Linked DNA regions of Triticum aestivum: region 1 is linked to region 2. The links are chromatin contacts, called in public Hi-C maps. All regions are on one chromosome and are shown on one strand. Each heading gives the region's core, a stretch centred on a gene start, on an enhancer-like site or on the middle of the called end of the contact. The rest is flanking DNA. Distances are from core to core; before and after follow the strand shown.

Region 1 (4,305 bases), core at 738-3,237, 39 kb before region 2:
ATATGAAAGTTGAAGAATATTGGCATGGAACAATCAAAAATTATAGATACAACGGAGATGTATCACCCAGCCATCTAATCCTTGAGTGTTGCCTCGCAATCGTCCTCTCAAACGAAGCCAGCCCAAGCACGGCCATCTTCAGGTTTCTCCGTAGCCATAATTCTTCCGCGGTAAGGGTACGAGACTCTTGCGCTTGCTCCAGCCTTAGGATCACCCAGTTGGTTTTTATGTTGCCCGTCTTCCTCTGCCCCCACGGTTGTAGAGCCATGGCCGCGTTCCGGAATAGGGCGTCAAGTCTTTTGAATGGATCCACAATGGCCTCATCGCACACCCAAGCCGCTCTGACTGCGTCTTCGAACCCATCCAACTTACTCCAATACAACTCAAATCTAAACCTCCGCTTTGGGCTGCACATGGCCTGCATACTTAAATGTAGAGGGGCATGATCCGAAACGTTTGTTCCCAGCGCCTGAAGAAAGCAATCTGGATTCGCAAGGTCCCGATCCACCAAAACAAGGACACAGTCGATTTTGGTTAGGGTAGGGCAGTCCCTCTCATTAGTCCACGTGAAGCGCCTTCCGTGCATGTATGGCTCTTTTAGCTCAAGATCATCCACGAACGCCCTAAAGTAGTTCACGTGCGCCTGTTAATGTTGGTGTTATTTTTCTCCGAAGCTCTAAGAATCATGTTGAAATCACCCAGAAGCATCCAGGGGCCGGGGCATGCCGTTCTTCGTAACCGTAACTCCTGCAAAAACTCCAGCTTCTGCTCATCTCCTTGTGGACCATACACCACTATGATCCACCACTGGCTCCCGTCTAGGTTATGAACCAGTCCGGTGAGAGCATGTGTGTCCAAGACAACATGATCCACCTGCACCACGGTCGAGTCCCAAGACAAAACCACACCTCCACGAGTATCAATCGCCGGGAGGTAAGCAAAGCCATCATATGATGGTCCAATACATTGCATGATAGTAAATTGGTTTACAACATCAAGTGTCGTCTCCTGGAGACACACCATATTACACTTGATTGCGGAGATGAACTCCCTCACCGCCTTCTTTTTCGCCGGATTGTTCAAACCTCGCACGTTCCAACATGTAATCGAAGAGCTTGTATCCATGCGAAACATGTGTGAAACACCAGCACCCAACAGCGCAAAGACTACGCGGCGATCGCCATCGTGTTGCCTCCCTCAAGCTCAGCCCTTAGTGGTAGCATCTTGCCAAAAATCACAGCGATCACTCTCACATGTTGCTCGCGGAGTGGTGAGTCAAACAGCTCTTTGAGCTCATCCAAAACAGCCTCATCTGGCTCCAAATACTCTGGGGCCAAACCTAGTGCTCTCAACAGGACATTCTCTACCGGTGTCGCCTTCGATGGTGCATGTATCCCAGCCCTCTTGGCTGCCCTGGTTGTAGGACGGGGGTGAAAGGCTAAGCATCCAAGCGAAGGGTCAAGGCCTGGCTTCCTTCTGAATAGGTGGAGCTAACCTCTTGATTATGTTAGAGCAGAAGGTCTTCATCCGGCCGTACGCCACCTCTTCCTGCCGCGAGAACCCCTGGGTTTCAACGGAAACCGGCTCCAACTGCACCTCGTCTGCGTGCCGCCTCCAGATGCATGATGGATATCATCAACATGTACAGGTGAAGTGACATTCACATCCCGCTCCTCCATGCCTGCATGTCCATGCACCAACTGGGGAGCGGCCAACTCCGCCTCGCATCCCGATAAGACAGCAGGTGGGTCCCTCTTGCGCCCCTTGTCCCTCTCAGAATTTGGATCAAGTGGTGATGTGACAAACGCATCCCGCCCCTCCATGCATGCATGCACTCCGTTGCAAGCAAAAGGGGCATGCACCAACGGGGGGAGCCAGCTCCCCTTCCACGCATCCCAACACCACAGGTGGGTCCCTCTCCACAGCCTTGTCCTTATCAGTGGAGGCAGCAGGCAACACTCCTTCTCGTGCACGCGGCAACGTGCCCACCAATTGGAATGATCCCTGACCTAGAGGATGGCCCTCCACTGTCTCGATCTCCGGCCCTATCAGAGTAGGGTCGCTGGCCCCTCCCTTTTCACTGCTATGGCCCACTGTCCACTTCTGGAACCGCCAAGACTGCAGTTCGGCCTGCCTGCAAAGGCAGAGAACTCTGGATAGGCTCGCGCTCCGCCAAAACAGCCTTGGTCACTTCATCTAGGTTTGAACTTGGGAACGTGCCAAAACCTGCGTCCGGTCCTACCACCGATGCCTGGGGATCCGAGACGGAGGCCACGTTCTGGGGCACCTCAGGAACCACCAGAATCGAAGCCAGCTGTGGCCTTGGGATGGGCGCGCGAACTGCCTGTTGGTCCTCTATCCCCGCATCAACCGAATCCTCCGCATGAGCTGGACCGCGATCAGCGGCCTCATCCAAAGGCAAAGCATCTGGGGAAAGTTCTCTAGGCCCCGCCCCAGCTGCGCCAGGCTGAACCTGATCATGTCCCTGCCTCGTGGAAGCCCGCCCGGTCAAACGTTCAAAAGAAGAGGTCCTGACCGCAAGACGGTCGCTGGCATGGACCTGCTGGCGCACCGGGGCCACCACCGGCGCCTCATCCATGGCGGGCAGCCTCCACTCCATGGCCGCCATGGCCCGACCGCGGCCTTCTCCACCTGACCTCGCGCCATTGCCGCCGCGACCCGAGCTCGCGCCTCCCCGAGAATCCCGAGCACCGAACTCCATGACCGACGGCGAGCGACGGCCCCATCGCCACCATCCATGCTGTCCTTGGAGCCCGGCAAACCACTCTAACCACTGTTTGAAGAACCGCCCCCAAGAAACCATGGTTCCTCTGCCTCTGCGAAATCCTGAACTTGCACGAGATGTATCAGGACTCTGTATTGCAGCAACGCTGGCTGGGATGGCCGCACCCCCAGGCCAGGTTCTGGCACCCCCAACCAACGGAGCGTCAGGATCGCCTCTGGGTCAGCCGTCCACGTCGTAACCTTGAAGGAGGAGAGATCCGCACAGGAGCTCGTCTCCGGCGCCATCGCATCCACCAAGCAAGACGAACCCAGGAGCCGCTCCATCACCTCCAGCTCCCAGGCGTGCGGCAGGATGCCCTCCATCTCGATCCACACCTTGGTCCTGAACACCGAATGCACCGCCTGAGCTTGCCGATTCCACTGACGGAAGAAGAGTCTGACCCCACGATGTTCCACCGCCGGCATGGTGCAAAGTCTGTTCCTATGCTCCGGGAGCGCGAAGATGATGAGAAAGTCCTCCGGCCGGAAGCGGTGCACAGACACCCACTGCGGCTCTATGCACACCTTGACCTACAGCACCTCAAGAACGAACTCCAGCGAGATATCATTCCTAGCGCCCGCCGCGTATGCCACCATGGATAACTGCAGCCGGCCTTCCAACCCCTCCATGGACTGGGTGCGGCGCACCAAGCAGAGCTCAGACGGGTCAAACTCCTCGTCCACAGGCAGCACCGGTCGCGGCACCGGGTGGCAAGGCCCGACCGGAGGCGGCGTGGGGAGGCGGGGCCAGACCGGTGGCACCGCGGCAGCCGCAGGGGGCGGCGGCGGGAGCGGAGCAGCGCTCCCGCCAACGCCCCACCCGAGCCGCGACTAGCAGGAGCAGATCCCATGCCCCGCGAGCCACCTTCTTGACGACAAGCCTCCGAAGCTCCTCTGGCGACGACGGGCTGCAGGGGCCGCTTGCAGACCCTGGATCCATGACCCGACAGCCCACACCTGAAGCAGACAATGTCATTGGTGCAATCCTTCCGGTAGTGCCCGTCCTGGAAGCAGCGGAAGCACAGGCCCACCATCTCCGGTGACACCTCGCGCGAAGGGGAGAAGCGTGGCGGCACGCGCTGCGGCTGCGCGGCCGGGTCATGGCGGCGCCGCCACTTGGCACGCCCAGACAGGGGAGGCCGCTCCCAGGGGACCAGCTGCAGGCCGTCGGCCATGCCCGCCGGTGGCCTAGACGAGGCCTCAGCCCCCTCCGAAGCGGTCGACGATGCCGAGCAGGACGAGAGACCCAAGCCAGACACAACGGGGCGCTCCCCCGCGGGGCGCGAGGTCGCCGAGTGCGAGTGCGGGCTGACGTCCATGGCGGGGAAGAGCGGGAAGGTGGCCGACGTGGCCAGAGTGGCGAGCGCCGGGGGAGGTGGACGCCGGCGTCGGAGTGACGCACGACGGGCTCAGGCACGGAGACGAGCGCGGAGCGAGACGAGATGGTCCGCCAAAATAAAGTAGTCACTTGTATATGAACACACTGAGAACTGATCATTCCATTGTCATCGAGGAGTTGGC
Region 2 (4,353 bases), core at 624-3,123:
TGCCAGGTACATCCACATCAAACCTTCAGCATAACAATGCCAAGGTTAACTACCGAACTACAGTATTGCAAATGCACCACAACAAGAAGGAAAAAGTAAAAGGAAGAAAGAAGCAACAGTCATTTGCCAAAAGTTCATTATTTAGACACAAGTCCAGAAATATGATTTTGCAGCTCTGTGATATGACGTGACAAATGTAGTTGTGATCAACATTTCTCTTATCTGGAAGTGACAATATATGCAGCTTATAGCCCTTCAGTTCATAGCATCATTTGCCCTTACCATGTAAATTGAAGACCTACTGTTTAACATTCTATTGCTGAAAGCCCCAACCACATACTTGACTCACTGCAGAATGAAGCTATGATAACGACTGATAAATATAGCCAGCTAAAATAAAGTACTCGCAAATATTACTGAATGCAAGTCTCTCACAAATATTACTGAAAGCAAGTTTCTCCCAAGAGCTGTGAAAGAAGCACTTACAAATGAATTTTCCGGTATGAGCTCCTAACTTTTCCAGATTCATCGATTAATATATGAGTGTTGTACTGGTGCGAATCATCCGGGCCCCTTTCTTGAAACCCTCCAAGAGACAACCACATACTTGACTCACTGCAGAATGAAGCTATGATAAGGGCTCGACATGCTGATTCACTCCATTTAAAAACCTCAAAATGGCAAGGATTTTTTGTGCCAACAGATAGTTAATGAAGGAGCATTACATACACTTGCATACGTATCTATATAAGCTAAAAGATATTTGTAAGCTAACAGATGAACGAAATAAAAAACCACATACTGAATATATAGTTAGAAAGAATCATCTGTAAGATAGTGCGAAACAATTATTCCTAAATCAAAGAGCTGATAGCGTATCAAATCAAAAGGCTTACTCACTACAAAGTACAAGTGAGAAAGCTCTGCTTTGAAATGGAAAAATAAATTGAGAAAGATATTCTTACTAACTTTACAAGTGAGCAATTGAGAAAGATGTTCTTACTAACTTTGCAAGTGAGCAATATCTCTGCATTATTGGGCCATCTAATGGTTCGGCTAGCTTAACAGACTCGCCATCCTTGGATCCTATGAAGGAGAAGACCTCAGGGAAGCAAAGAAATTTGACTCCGGCCGCAGCAGCTTCCTAAGAAAATATTATCTCATGTTAGTCTATATGCATTTATCTACCAATAAAGTAGGAAAACAAAAAAGAACAGCATTAAGTACTGTAGAAAGAATAAAACCAATGAGGACTGCGATAGGTGCAGCACACACATGACATAGAACTCAGTTTCGAAAGGTTTGCTTATAATTCATCTATTCGTGCATTCCAGATCCCAGAAGAGCATATCGAATGCAGAATTCCTTCTCTTACTAGCTTTGTCCGAGACGAAATGCTACAATTTCTTCATTTCAATAGCCAAAACACATTGTCTGATAACTACACACTTGCATATCTCCTTCTCGCTGCAACTAAATGTTTCTTCCAGTTCCAAATCGCAGCAGGCGATCAACTCCATGCTCCCGGCGGTGCAGGGTTAGATCTTAGGGGAAGGGAGGAAGGCTTGCCTTGGTGAGGCGGGAGCAGGTGGCGTAGTTGGCGTCGAGGTCCCCCACGGAGGTCATCTGCACCACACCCACCCTCGCCTGCGACGCAGCGGAGACGGAGGAGAACGACATGGCGCGGCGGAGGACGGCGGCGGAGGCGGCGGTTGGGGGCGAGACCGCGAAGGAGGCCAAGGCCATGACAGGGGAAGTCGATGCCCAGCCGCCTGGATCACCTGCTCGGGGGCACGAGCCGACAGCCGAGGAAGAGATCCCACGTGGTCTCATCGAGACCGTTGGATCTTAGAGCATCTCGGGTAGATCCCGCAAACCGTCGTCCTGCAAACTTCGATTATGGTATCCCGTAAAAATCACCTAAGGATCACCGGAGTTTACTCGATTTTTAAACTAATAGTTTGCGCCATTTAAACATCACCGAAGTTCCACATAAACATAGTTCATACCATGTGATATAAACATAGCTCATAAAATATACTTCAAACTTAAACTAGTTCATACTTGAACTTAAACTACTCGCCGCCGGAGTTCTACTCTTTGTCACCATCACCATCACCGGACTTGCCGACACCGAGGTGGTGCTCCAAGAGGGAGTTGGAGAGGACAAAGGCGAGCTAGTACTCCTCCTTCGACGCGTTGAGTCGCGCAGCTACAGCTTCGTCCCAGCAGCGACCACCTCCTTCGCCTCGAACCAGGCGTGCTCGACCGCCCGGAGGCGCTGGATGGCCGGATATCCACGCATGTGCATCGGCGCTGCTGGAGTGGGTGCCGCGCCTGCGCACGGCGCCACTCCTCCAACGACGGGCAGAGGGAGGAGATCCCCGCCTCACCATCATTACAGCGCTTGCGAGGCGGCTCGCTGCCGCGGTCGTCGAACCCCCCTCAGCCACTCTTTCTGCCGCCCGCGCACGACATCACGTATCTACTACGGTAGCTATGCGCGGCGCAAACGGCTGCCGGAGCAAAGGGATTTCTCGCCAGAGTAGAGAGGATTTGCGGGCAAGTGGATAAGGAAAATGGCGAATGGATACCCTAAAATCGACCGGATCCAGTATATAAGTGGGATTCGGTGTCGATTTACGGGCCTCTCGTCAAACTTTTACGGGCCGGGCCATTTTTAGTCGACCTGTTCAAGCCATCATTTTCGTTCGTCCCGTAAAACCGCCGGAAAAATGCAGCCCGGCCAGCTTTTACGGGATCTACAAGAGATGCTCCTAGGGCATGTACAATGGTAGTAGTACTATCTTAAGATCATGCCCAGTTAATCCCCTACCAAAGGTGATATCGAGACATAAATAAGGAACATATTCTCACATATAGCGCAACATGTATTGGAAAAAGGGGGCACACATTGATTGGTTGGCTAAAGGAGACCGAAACACAAAGTACTTCCACAATATGCTTATGAGAGTACGAGAAGGAATAGAGTAAAATATTAAGAAAAGATGATGGAGGGGTGGAGATGGAGATGGAGGAGATGGCGGCGGTGGTAACTAACTATTTCAAACACCTTTTTTCAAATCCCATGCAGGTACACGAACTAACGAGCTGCTGCAGCATTTCTTACCCCGTGATAGCCTGCAAGTGCACAGGGTTTTCTTGTAGCCTTTTCGAAGTAAGAGTATCGACCCCACAAGGAGCACATGAATCAATCTTTAGTCCTTTGCAAGGTGCAAATAATGTGCCTACTAATTGTAAGTGATCCGAAATAGTAGTGATGATAATAATAAGGTTGCAAGTGTAAAGGTGAATAAATGAGCTGAAATAAATAAGAAGTAAAATGACTAGACTTGAGACAAATGATTAAGAGAGTTCCCAGGGGTCCGAAATCCCCGCTAGTGTGCATCTACGGCGGTGCCTAAATACAATGCTATTTCGGATTCCTAAGCCATTCATCCAAATCATCCCAAAGGCTTTACTTGGCACAATAATTTAAACACAAAAACACAACTATAACAGTAGCATAATTATGTGCACACAAAAAAATAAGAAAGAAAAAAGAAAAATAAAGATAGCTATTGGGTTGCCTCCCAACAAGCCCTATTGTTTTACGCCCTAATTAGGCGTAATGCATAGTTTGAAGTGTTGTCATCCTTCATATACAATTCCTTAATCACACATCCATGCTTCCTGATGACCCACAAGTATAGGAGATCAATCGTAGTCCTTCCGATAAGTAAGAGTGTCGAACCCAATGAGGAGTAGAAGGAAATGACAAGCAATTTTCAGCAAGGTATTTTTTGTAGGCACTGAAATTATCGGTAACAGATAGTTTTGTGATAAGATAATTCGTAACGGGTAACAAGTAACAAGTGTAGCAAAGGTGCAGCAAGGTGGGCCAATCCTTTTTATAGCAAAGGATAAGCCTGGATGAACTCTTACATAAAGCAAAGCGCTCCCGAGTACACATGGGATTACTGTCAAGTTAGTTTTTATCATGCTCATATAATTCGTGTTCGTTACTTTGATAATTTAATATGTGGGTGGACTAGTGCTTGGGTGATGTCCTTACTTGGATAAGCCTCCCACTTATGGTTAACCCCTCTCGCAAGTATCAACAACTATGAAAGAAGAATTAAGATAAATCTAACCATCGCATGAAACATGTGGATCCAAATCAGCCCCTTACCAAACAATGCGTAAATTAGGGTTTAAGCTTCTATCACTCTAGCAACCCATCATCTACTTATTACTTCCTAATGCCTTCCCCTGGGCCCAAATCATGGTGAAGTGTCATGTAGTCGATGTTCACATAACACCACTAGAGGAAAGACAACATACATCTCATCA

The links. A called contact is a pair of places that touch in the nucleus more often than the background predicts.
Region 1: a contact with region 2 is called in a Hi-C map of leaf, with 3 times the contacts expected there. The contact joins the enhancer-like site here to the promoter of LOC123110975 in region 2. A contact is called at or near these places in 2 of 5 Hi-C or Micro-C datasets (both in leaf).

Annotation. Positions count from the first base shown.
Region 1 is chr5B:186,535,068-186,539,372 of IWGSC CS RefSeq v2.1, reverse strand. No RefSeq gene overlaps it. Among protein-coding and RNA genes, the nearest start is that of LOC123110976, 25 kb to the right of the region's middle. Within about 2 kb of position 1,987, at least 7 of the 8 cell types and tissues checked have an H3K27ac peak or open chromatin away from gene starts, as enhancers often do. A contact at or near this core is called in leaf, where this site is marked.
Region 2 is chr5B:186,496,064-186,500,416 of IWGSC CS RefSeq v2.1, reverse strand. LOC123110975 (deaminated glutathione amidase, chloroplastic/cytosolic) reads right to left here and starts at 1,873. Exons shown (of 9, transcript XM_044531632.1): 1 at 1,570-1,873; 2 at 1,008-1,144; 3 at 487-615; 4 at 1-23. The coding sequence starts at 1,833.